Linked DNA regions of Canis lupus: region 1 is linked to region 2. A link is a contact called in public Hi-C data. All regions are on one chromosome and are shown on one strand. Each heading gives the region's core, a stretch centred on a gene start, on an enhancer-like site or on the middle of the called end of the contact. The rest is flanking DNA. Distances are from core to core; before and after follow the strand shown. Region 1 overlaps JADE2 (E3 ubiquitin-protein ligase Jade-2). Region 2 holds the start of CDKN2AIPNL (CDKN2AIP N-terminal-like protein).

Region 1 (4,833 bases), core at 1,049-3,548, 130 kb before region 2:
TGGCCACGATGTGACCCCACTTGTTCCCATCTCACCCTGGAATCATCCACAATTCTCTGATTTCTCTCAAGACCGTTGGTTAACAGAGTTACAGGTTACTGAATGTTGTAGAATTCCTCTTCTGTGATGGCTTGTGGAGACTAAGTACTGATACTACCTTAGAAAGCTTTCCCAGGCTATCAGGTTCCTGACACTGTCATTATCATTATTGTTTTTTCTGATTATAAACATAAAAAGTTCTCTTAAAAAAAAATCAGAGTGAAAGAATGAATCAAGTAACAAAGTTGCCTCAAACTAGGGATTGGTCATGAAAGCAGGCTTTATATTTTGATGAAGTTGCTTTGGTATCAGTAAATTTTAGAGTGAACTTGAACGTGGGTGAGGAGAGGGGAGGAGAGCAAGGAGGGCTCCTGGCCAGTTATCTTAGGCTAGACTGCCTGGTGTTGAGGCATTTGTGGAGACCAGGGAGCCTGTGGGGGGAGCAGGCCTGGGCCTGTGGTTGTGTTGGGCATGAGATGCTGGAGCTCAGAAGGGAAGTGATGGATGCGGAGCAGAGCTATGGAGCAGACCACTGAGAGGTCAGCCCAAGTGTGGTGAACTGACAATCACGAGGGCCAAGGAATATTCACAGAGGGAGCAGGAGAGCTGGGGTATTAAGGGAGGATGTGTGGTCTGAGTGTCCATAAGAAACGTATTTTAAGACCGAAGGCATGTCTGACGGTGGCCACCACTGCTGAGAAGGCCAGAGGATGAAGATGGAGAAGTGGCCACCAGATGTAGGGAGATGGAGGCTGTTGGTAACCCTGGCAGATAATCCTGGAACAAGGTGGTGGCAGGAGCCTGGCCAGAGCAGGAAGAAGCAAGGAAGAGTGAGCAGTGGCAGAGGAAAGGAGAGCTGGGGATGGGGGTGGGAGAGCGCCATGACTGGAAGGAAACAGGGAGGGAGGATGTGCTTTTGGAGACGGGAGAAAGTGAAACAGAGTCAAATCCTGGAGACTGAGCGTTTTATATTCCCATGGGCACAGTGTGTCCTGGGGGCAGGGGGAGAAAGGGCAGAGAACTGATAGAGATGCTCGACAGGCTTGACAGGCTTGACGGCCCAGAAGTTGGAGGGATCTGGTCCGAGGAACAGGAAGCGAGGTTGAGGGCTAAGAAGGGGGAGCCCTGAGCGAGGGGGAGCAGGGGTGCAGACAGGGATTAGGCTGGGGAGCCCCAGACATCCCAGAACAAGGCCGGCTGACAGGAATCTCGGTGGGGCTGGCCCGCCCAGTACCACGGGATTGCTACCAGGGGAGGCTCGCCAGGTATGTGGCCCTCACATAGGCACAAGCACAGCCACATGTGCGGGGAGCCTGCGGGAGGAACGAGGAGGGAGACGGGACGCAGTGGGGGAGGAGGGGCACTTGAGATTGCAGGTGACTGACGAGGCAGCAGGGGAAGTGGGGCCAGGTTTCAGTGGGGGTGGAGGCCCTAATGGGTTGGCAGCAACCTAGAGATGGGAGACACAGGGGTTGAGGGGGCCATAGCTCTGGAGGCCAAGGCTACTGGGGATGAGGCTGGCTTCGGTGGGAGGCCAATTCAGGCACTGAAGACAGAGGATACAGGGTATGGCCAACCTGACAAGGAAGCAGGTGGGTGGCAAGTGTGTGGGAGGACAGAGTCTTCTCCGTGGGACTATCTGACACATGGCCTAGGGGAGATCCACAGGTCTATCTTCAGGGAGAGGGCTGTGTTTCTGAGCGCTATCCCCACCCTCTCAAGCCAGGTCATGCTCCCGAGTAAACTCCTGGTAACCAGACCCAGAGCCTTGGGCACCAAGCCCTGCGCAGCCCCAACTGCCAGCACGGTTGCTAGGGGACACCAGTTGGCGTTGACAGGCTGCTCATCAGAGCTGCAATTTTTGTGTCAGCTGCGAATAACTCCGGGAGCCAGCAGTGGCTATACCTTCCTGAGCTGCCTGCCGGGGCCAAGGTTTGCGGCTGAAATTTTAGGAAATAGCATCTTCTAAGCTGACCATAAAATGGGACTTCATGCTGAAGTGGCAGCAGTGTGGCCCTGGCTTCTGCTTCTCTCAGCAAAAACCCTGCTGGGCCTCGGGGGATGGGGGATGACGACACAGGGATCGGGGAGGATGCCCTGTGATTCATTCCCAGGTCCTAGCACGGGCCTGTGCTTCTGGTCCTCCCTGGAGCCCGTATCCAGGCAGCACCAGACAACAATAACCATGGCTAACAGCAGAGGTCACTGTGCTTCCACCTCCACGGGGACTCCAAGGTCAGCTACCTCATTACTCCCATTTAACAGAAAGGAAACTGAAACTCAAGAGGAGTGAGAAGTGAAACTCAGAACGCATTGCACTGAGGAGCGTTAGATCTGGATGCAAACCCAGGCCGCCCAAGGCTTCAGTCTCAACTCCAACCCTGCCTCCCTGATGGATTCAGCCCAAGCTGGCCTAGTGCCCAGTGAGAGGCTGGATCCTCTCGGTCACTGGCACTGGGCCATGGCCGGGCCACCAGCAGTCATGGGTCGTTGCAGAAAGCCTCCCCTGTGGCAGAGCTCTCAGCCCTGCTCACTCACACAAGCCACCAACGCGTGGCTGTGAAAGGCCCTGAGGATAGACTCGCAGGGGGGCAAGCTGGCACGCATGGTGCTCTAACTTTCCTCTCCTCCGCCTGCCAGGGCTGCGCGCTCCCTCGCCTTGCTCTCAGCTGGTGCCTGCCAGTCCAGCTCGGGGGCTGCTGGAAAAGCAGCATGCTGACAGGGCCCTCCAACGCCCTGGAAAGTTGGCCCTGCCTCCTCTTCCTGGAGGAAAAGTAGGCTGGTTCACACCTGACTTTGGAGGGCTCTGTCCCTCTACTGGAGGAATCTGCATGGCAGCTCTGGTTGCCTGGGAACCTGCTGGCATCTTAGCCCTTGACCTTGGTCCCTGGCCACACCTGTACCAGCTGACAATGAGGTAGAGAGGTTGGGAGGCTGATAAGGGGATGCTTTTGCACAGGAAATGTACAGAATAGGAGGTTAAGGGGATGCCTGGGTGGCTCAGTGGTTGAGCGTCTGCCTTTGGTTCAGGGTGTGATCACGGAGTCGCAGGATTGAGTCCCACAGTGGGCTCTCTGCATGGAGCCTGCTTCTCCCTTTGCCTGTGTCTCTGCCTCTCTCTCTGTGTGTCTCTTGTGAAAAATAAATCAAATCTTAAAAAAAAAAGAATAGGAGGTTAGGCCAACAACTATCCTGATGACAAACCCCACCACCCCATTCAGGTCCAAATTCAAGTCAAACTCTAGAAAACACACATTCCTCTTAGGTTTCCTGTCATTCATCTTCTGAAGCCCTAGTATTCTCAACAGCTCATTAGGGCCAGGAGGAGCTACTTTGTCTATTTTCCTAGGATGATGATTAAATAAGTCACCCTGCACCCTGGCCTCCCAACACTGCCTAGCCAGCACCAGACCATGTGCCGAAGAGCATAGATTCCTGGGAGATCTGACCTGAGGGGTCACTTGGGAAATAGCAGGAGTAAAAGCAGGGTGTTTGTGCTGGAGACACGGAGAGTACAGACTCAGGGGTGGCCTGAGGACAACTCTGGTAGCAGCTCTGGTCACTGAAAGTACTCCATGTCCTCATGTACCTGATGCCACTGCCACATGAGACAGGACGCTGGGCTGCCCAGGAAGTGGTGGCTGCAATGTAGACAGCCTTGCCCTCTGGCCTGGCTGGAGCAAAGGGCATCTGCTGTCCCCACTCTCCACCTTCCCCTTTTGACCCTGCTGGCAGGCAGTAAGCTCCCTCCCAGGCCAGTGGGGTTGTTTTCCCTTGACCAGGTCTCAGGGGAGAGGAGTAGGCTAAAGGAGATCGGGCAAGCCAGGTCCAGTTTCAGCGCCTCCCCACAACACAGCACAACACCTGCCCAACTGTTCTACCCATTTTACAGACTTGCCAACAGAAATGACCCTAAGATAGGCAGCTGTCTCCAATCACATAGAGGCCCCTCTACGTTTCCACTCAGGGCTATTTCCTAATAAGGCCCGGGGGAAGGGGAGGCACATGTGTCTGTGCCATGTGTGGAAGACACTGTGACATGACCCCATGTGCTCTGGAACCCTAGAACTGAACGTCCCAAAGAGGAGAGGCCAGAACAGCACTCAGCACCCTGAACTACCACCTTGGACCAAGCCAAGACCCTCTGTTTCCTAGCACCTAGTATTGAGGGGATGGGGCCATTGGGCCAACCCATCCACTGCAGGCCCCCTGATTCCCTCTCCAGGGGGAATGTTTGGAAGTTGCAGCTACAGAGGGACAGTCCCTGCTTAAAACATTCAGCAGTTTCCACATACATTCTGGCCCACCCACTGAGCTTCATCCTTCTACTCCATACAGGCCACTGTGTCTCTGGCCTACCTGTATGCCCTCACGCCCTACGTTAACACCTGTCTTTCCTGCCCTGGTCTAGCACATGTGTTGGGAACAGGCATGGCCCAGAGAGGCCACAGACAGGGACAGAGGGCAGTAGACGCCGGAAGTCTGGGTTGTGCCCCAGCTCTGATGCCCTATAGCCTCAGGACCCTAGCAGGACCCCCACCCTTCAGGCCTAACAAAAGCACTGGGACAAGAGGGGCTCAGAGACTTAAGGGCTAGATGCTTCCCTATTGTAGCCCCCACGCTGTCAGAGAACTGTAGGCTCACGGCCCCTTCCTTGGCCAGAGCATACCATCTGAGTCCTGGAGAGCCATGGCTGCTAGGGGGCAGTGTGCGTGGGGCGGAAAGGCCTCCCAGGATGCCCATCAGGCAAGGCCTGCAGACGAGACGACAGTAAGGGCACTCACCCTCTCCAAG
Region 2 (4,593 bases), core at 1,796-4,295:
AGTAATTGGACTTGCGACAGGGTCATATAAAATGTTAATACTAACATTTTTAGACAACTTCAGATTTTGAAAGAATAATGTAACAATATATTATTTTTTATTTTTAAAAAATATTTCATTTATTTATTCATGAGAGTGAGGGAGGCAGAGGCAGAGGGAGAAGCAGGTTCCCCGCAGAGCAGGGAGCCCCAAGCAGGACTCAAGCCCTGGACCATGGAATCATGATCTGAGCTGAAGGCAGATGTTTGACTGAGTCACCTAGGTGCCCAATATATTATTTTTAATAATACCTATTTGTGCACTTTTGGGTTCTTATAACTTGCATGCATGTTTGAATATATTAGTATGTAGGTATATAGACATATATGCATATGTTCCATCATTATCAAAATGATGCTAAATAAGTTATTTGCTGGGTGACCCCTTAGCTTTTCCCACCTCAGTGGCCAAGTTAGCTGTGTAGCTATAGTTGTTGATAACAAAGCCTAGGTTCCTATTTTAGGGCCAGCTTCTCAACTGTACATCAGATGATTAAGAATTTGGTTCACAAAAGCCTGATCAATGTTTTTCTTTTCTTTTCTTTTCTTTTTTTTTTCTTTTCTTTTCTTTTCCTTTTTTTTTTTTTTTTTTTTTTTTTTTTTTTTAAGATTTTACTTATTTATTCATGACAGACAGAGAGAGAGAGAGAGAGGCAGAGACACCGGCAGAGGAAGAAGCAGGCTCCATGCAAGGAGTCTGATGTGGGACTTGATCCTGGGTCTCCAGGATCACACTCCGGGCCAAAGGCGGTGCTAAACCGCTGGGCCACCAGGGCTGCCCTCTTTTTCTTTCTTTCTTATTTTTTTTTTTTTTAAGATTTTATTTATTTATTCAGGAGAGACACAGAGAGAGAGGCAGAGACATAGGCAGAGGGAGAAGCAAGCTCCTCTTAGGGAGCCCGATGCAGGACTCTATCCCAGGACCCTGGGATGACACCCTGAGCCGAAGCCAGATGCTCAACCACTGAGCTGCTCAGGCGTCCCAATCAATGTTTTTCAAAGTCTGGTCAGTGGCAGATGGAATCAGTTACCTGGAACCTTGATTCTGAGCATCCAGTGATAGGCTTGAGAATCTGCTATTTCAACAAGTCCCTTAGGGAATGTGATCTGCACTCAGTTTTTAGAGCCCTAGCTGTGGGCACCTATTCCTGATTGCTGTGGAGAAGCTAAGATTGTCTTTGGTTTCAAGGTCCTGTTCACATTCTTCCTGTTTGCCAGGGTGAGAGTGGTATGCCTCCCTATTGTTAACCATAATGGGACTTTGCTGAGCCTGGTACTGGGCCTGCAGGCACAGTCTCCTCATTACACCACCTGGTATTTCCATTTTGGATGGGGTTTCTGCCTGCTGGGGTCCTGACATCCTATCAGGAGGTGCAGAAGCAGCAGACAGCACAGTTGGCTCTGCCCCTGACCCCTACTCACAATATATTACACTGGAGCCCTGGATTGTGGACTCTAGGCCTAGCTCTATAACTTTTTAAAAAATATTTATTTATTTATTCATGAGAGACACAGAGAGATAGGCAGAGGGGAGGAGCAGGCTCCATCCATTGGAGGATCGAGCCCAACAGGGAAGTCGATCCCAGGTCTCCAGGATCACGCCCTGGGCGTGAAGGCAGGTGCTAAACCATGGAGCCACCGGGGCTGCTCCTCCAGCTCTATATCTTGCCCCACAAGTGATGAGGGATGAATGGGCATCCTCTTACTTTAATCTCTCAACAATCTCTCAATGGGGGATCAAATGATTTCCCAAATATTGTACTTGAATGCTTCCAGGGATGGGAAATTCACCATTTATAAGTAAGCTCTTTAGTCCATAGATCTGCTACCTGACCCTTGAACAGGCAGCAGAATTATGCTAGTTCACCTGCTCATCTCTTGTGAACATATCTATTCTGACTCTTTCCAACATCTTTTGGAAACAGAGGTGTCATTGCTCTGGTTAACGTCCTTCAGAGGCTCCCATTCCTCTTAGGATCTAGACTACAGCCCCTACCATGGCCTAGTATCCTTGCTGATCTTTGCAGCCTCATCTCCTCCACTGTCCTCCACTCTAGGACCCTGTCATACAGATTCTGGCATTCTCTTCCTAGGCCAGTCTGTGTCTTCCCATGGCCCAAGTCTCTTTAGTGGTTAACTTCTATTTTTTTTTTTAATTTATTTATTCATGAGAGACACACAGACAGAGGCAGAGACAGAGGCAGAGGGAGAGCTTCCTAGCCCGAAGCAGCACTCGATCCCAGAACCCTGGGATCACGACCCGAGCCAAAGGCAGATGCTCAACCACTGAGCCACCCCAGTGCCCCTACGTGGTTAACTTTTGTTCATCCCTCCACCCCCCAGCATCATTTCCCTGATCCCCAAGTCTGAATCAGGTCCCTTGCTTATTCATGCCAACACTCTGGGCCTCCCCTTACTAACATCTGCCAACGCTGAAGTTCTTCACTCAAGCAATTCACTGTCTCCCCCAGTAGAAGCAAAGTTCATTAGGGTAGGGATCTGAGCTTGCTCTCTTGCATTCCCAGCATCTAGCAAAGAGGCCTGGCAGGTATTCAGTTGGAAGGATGGCTCGCTCCAGCGGGGCGGGCCACCACCTGAAAGGGTGTTAGACCTCTGGGACTTCATCAAAGGCAGACCCCCGAGCAAGCAAGCTACACGGCTAAGCCCTCCGAGCTGAGGGCATCCGTATGCGGGCCGGGTGCCCGGGGAGCCACCAGGGCAAGGACACCGCACAACTCTGGCTGGCACCCAGCTGCCACGTGGGAGAGGGGCACTCCGTCTTTGCGCCGCGGGACCTCAGTTTCCCTACCGGTTCCCCGCAGGGTCGACTGAGAACCGGCCTGCCTCTACCGCAGAAGATGCACGCCAGGCGCCGCAGGCTGGGGAGGTCTGAGCGGGCAGGAGCCGGCGAGGCCGCCGGTCCCGCGGAGGGCGCTCCAGGCCGGTCCTCCGGAGCAGTCGCGCGCCGCCGGGGTCCCTCTAGCGGCGCGGAGGCGGCGCGGTGCGAGTCGGGAAGGCGGCGGGCGGGCGCGGCCCTCGGCGGCGGCGGGCGCCATGGTGGGTGGCGAGGCAGCCGCCGCGGTAGAGGAGCTCGTTTCGGGGGTGCGGCAGGCTGCGGACTTCGCCGAGCAGTTCCGCTCCTACTCGGAGAGCGAGAAGCAATGGAAGGCCCGCATGGAATTCATCCTGCGCCACTTGCCCGACTACCGCGACCCTCCCGATGGCGGAGGCCGCCTGGACCAGCTGCTGTCCCTCTCCATGGTGTGGGCCAACCACCTCTTCCTGGGTTGCAGGTGCGAACCCCTGCGGGAGGGCTGACCCCGTCCTCCGCCTGCAGACCCGCAGCCCTCCCCTAGGGCTGCCTGCTGCCCAGGGCTGACCCCGCCCCCAGCCTCCAGCCGCACCGGCCCGGCCGATGGCAGATCCGCGCGCTCTTTGGAAAGACGATTAACCTCTCCGAGCCTCAGTTTCCGCCTTTGGAAAATGAGTTGTGATGGCTACAATATTAAAGAGTTAAAAAAAAAAAAAAAAAGAAAAGGCACCTAGTACAGGCTGCTGTTTAGCAAGAGCTCAATTTATGGTGGGCACCTAAATGCCAGTTATTTGTAGTATTTTTAGCTTAAAACATCACCTTTGTGAACTCCATTGTGTCTTTGCTCCTTCCTCCCATGTGGCAAACGTGCAGAGACAGAAACCGAGATTCCTTCCATGTCCATACGAAGAAGCTGAGAGAGGAGGTCTTCTGGCAGGATTGTGGATTTTACCGTTTATGGCAGCATGTAATATGTGGCCTTTGGCTTTTTCTCCCCACTCCCCAGTCTGCTGGACTCTTAGTAAGAGCCAGCCTTTGCCTCTCTGCTTTTCCTGTTGTGAAAATAACAGATGCCTTCAAAGTACTGTTTCTGAAAGTGCCCCCTCAAATGAAGGTGTCAAATCTTGAGGCTCCCACAATCTTCTGTTTGAGTGTCCCGGAATTGTGTTAGGACAGTAAGATGATTTGTCTTCGTCCTGATTTCTCTGCCCCTTATGACTGGCTGACTCTATCACGTGCTCCCTCCAACTCTTAGCCACTTGGTTTTGTTGTCAGATGTTGGCATTAATAGAACAGGATTTGGAGAAGCAGTGCCAAAGGCTTTTTCTCTATTTTTCTGGGTGCCCCTGGGAAATCCTAGTTAATGGGTTCCAAGATTAGGAAGGTGTCCGAAATTGGACAAAATGAAGAAATGATGTTGTTTACATTAGACCAAAATTCCGTGTTTAAAAAATAAAAAATTTTGGCCTTCATACCGTATCCACTAATATGTACTGCCAGATGTATAGTTGCCTCTATTTTTGCAGATCTTTTTTGTTTTGTAAATCTTGAAACACCTGCTCTATTGGCATTCCTACAGTCACTTCTGAATCCACAAGCCAGAAAAACGGTTTCCAACCTGCTGCTGAACATGTGGCCATTTCCCCTGTAGTATCGCATCAGAACTCTGAGAGTTGGAATAGCTGCAATTTCTTGTTAGCCCACAGAGACAAGTAATTCCTCCAGGGTTTTTGATTTTTTTTA

What was found. A called contact is a pair of places that touch in the nucleus more often than the background predicts.
Region 1: a Hi-C map of blood shows a contact between it and region 2, with 2.4 times the contacts expected there. The contact joins the enhancer-like site here to the promoter of CDKN2AIPNL in region 2. A contact is called at or near these places in 3 of 9 Hi-C or Micro-C datasets (amygdala and blood).

What each region holds. Positions count from the first base shown.
Region 1 is chr11:22,690,581-22,695,413 of UU_Cfam_GSD_1.0, reverse strand. It overlaps JADE2 (E3 ubiquitin-protein ligase Jade-2), which reads right to left. Exons shown (of 13, transcript XM_038552188.1): 10 at 4,824-4,833. Among named protein-coding and RNA genes, the nearest start is that of JADE2, 37 kb to the right of the region's middle. Within about 2 kb of position 2,298, at least 8 of the 20 cell types and tissues checked have an H3K27ac peak or open chromatin away from gene starts, as enhancers often do. A contact at or near this core is called in blood, where this site is marked.
Region 2 is chr11:22,563,663-22,568,255 of UU_Cfam_GSD_1.0, reverse strand. CDKN2AIPNL (CDKN2AIP N-terminal-like protein) reads left to right here and starts at 3,045. Exons shown (of 2, transcript XM_038552184.1): 1 at 3,045-3,331. The coding sequence starts at 3,093. All of the region lies in intron 2 of LOC102156670 (a long non-coding RNA gene), which reads right to left.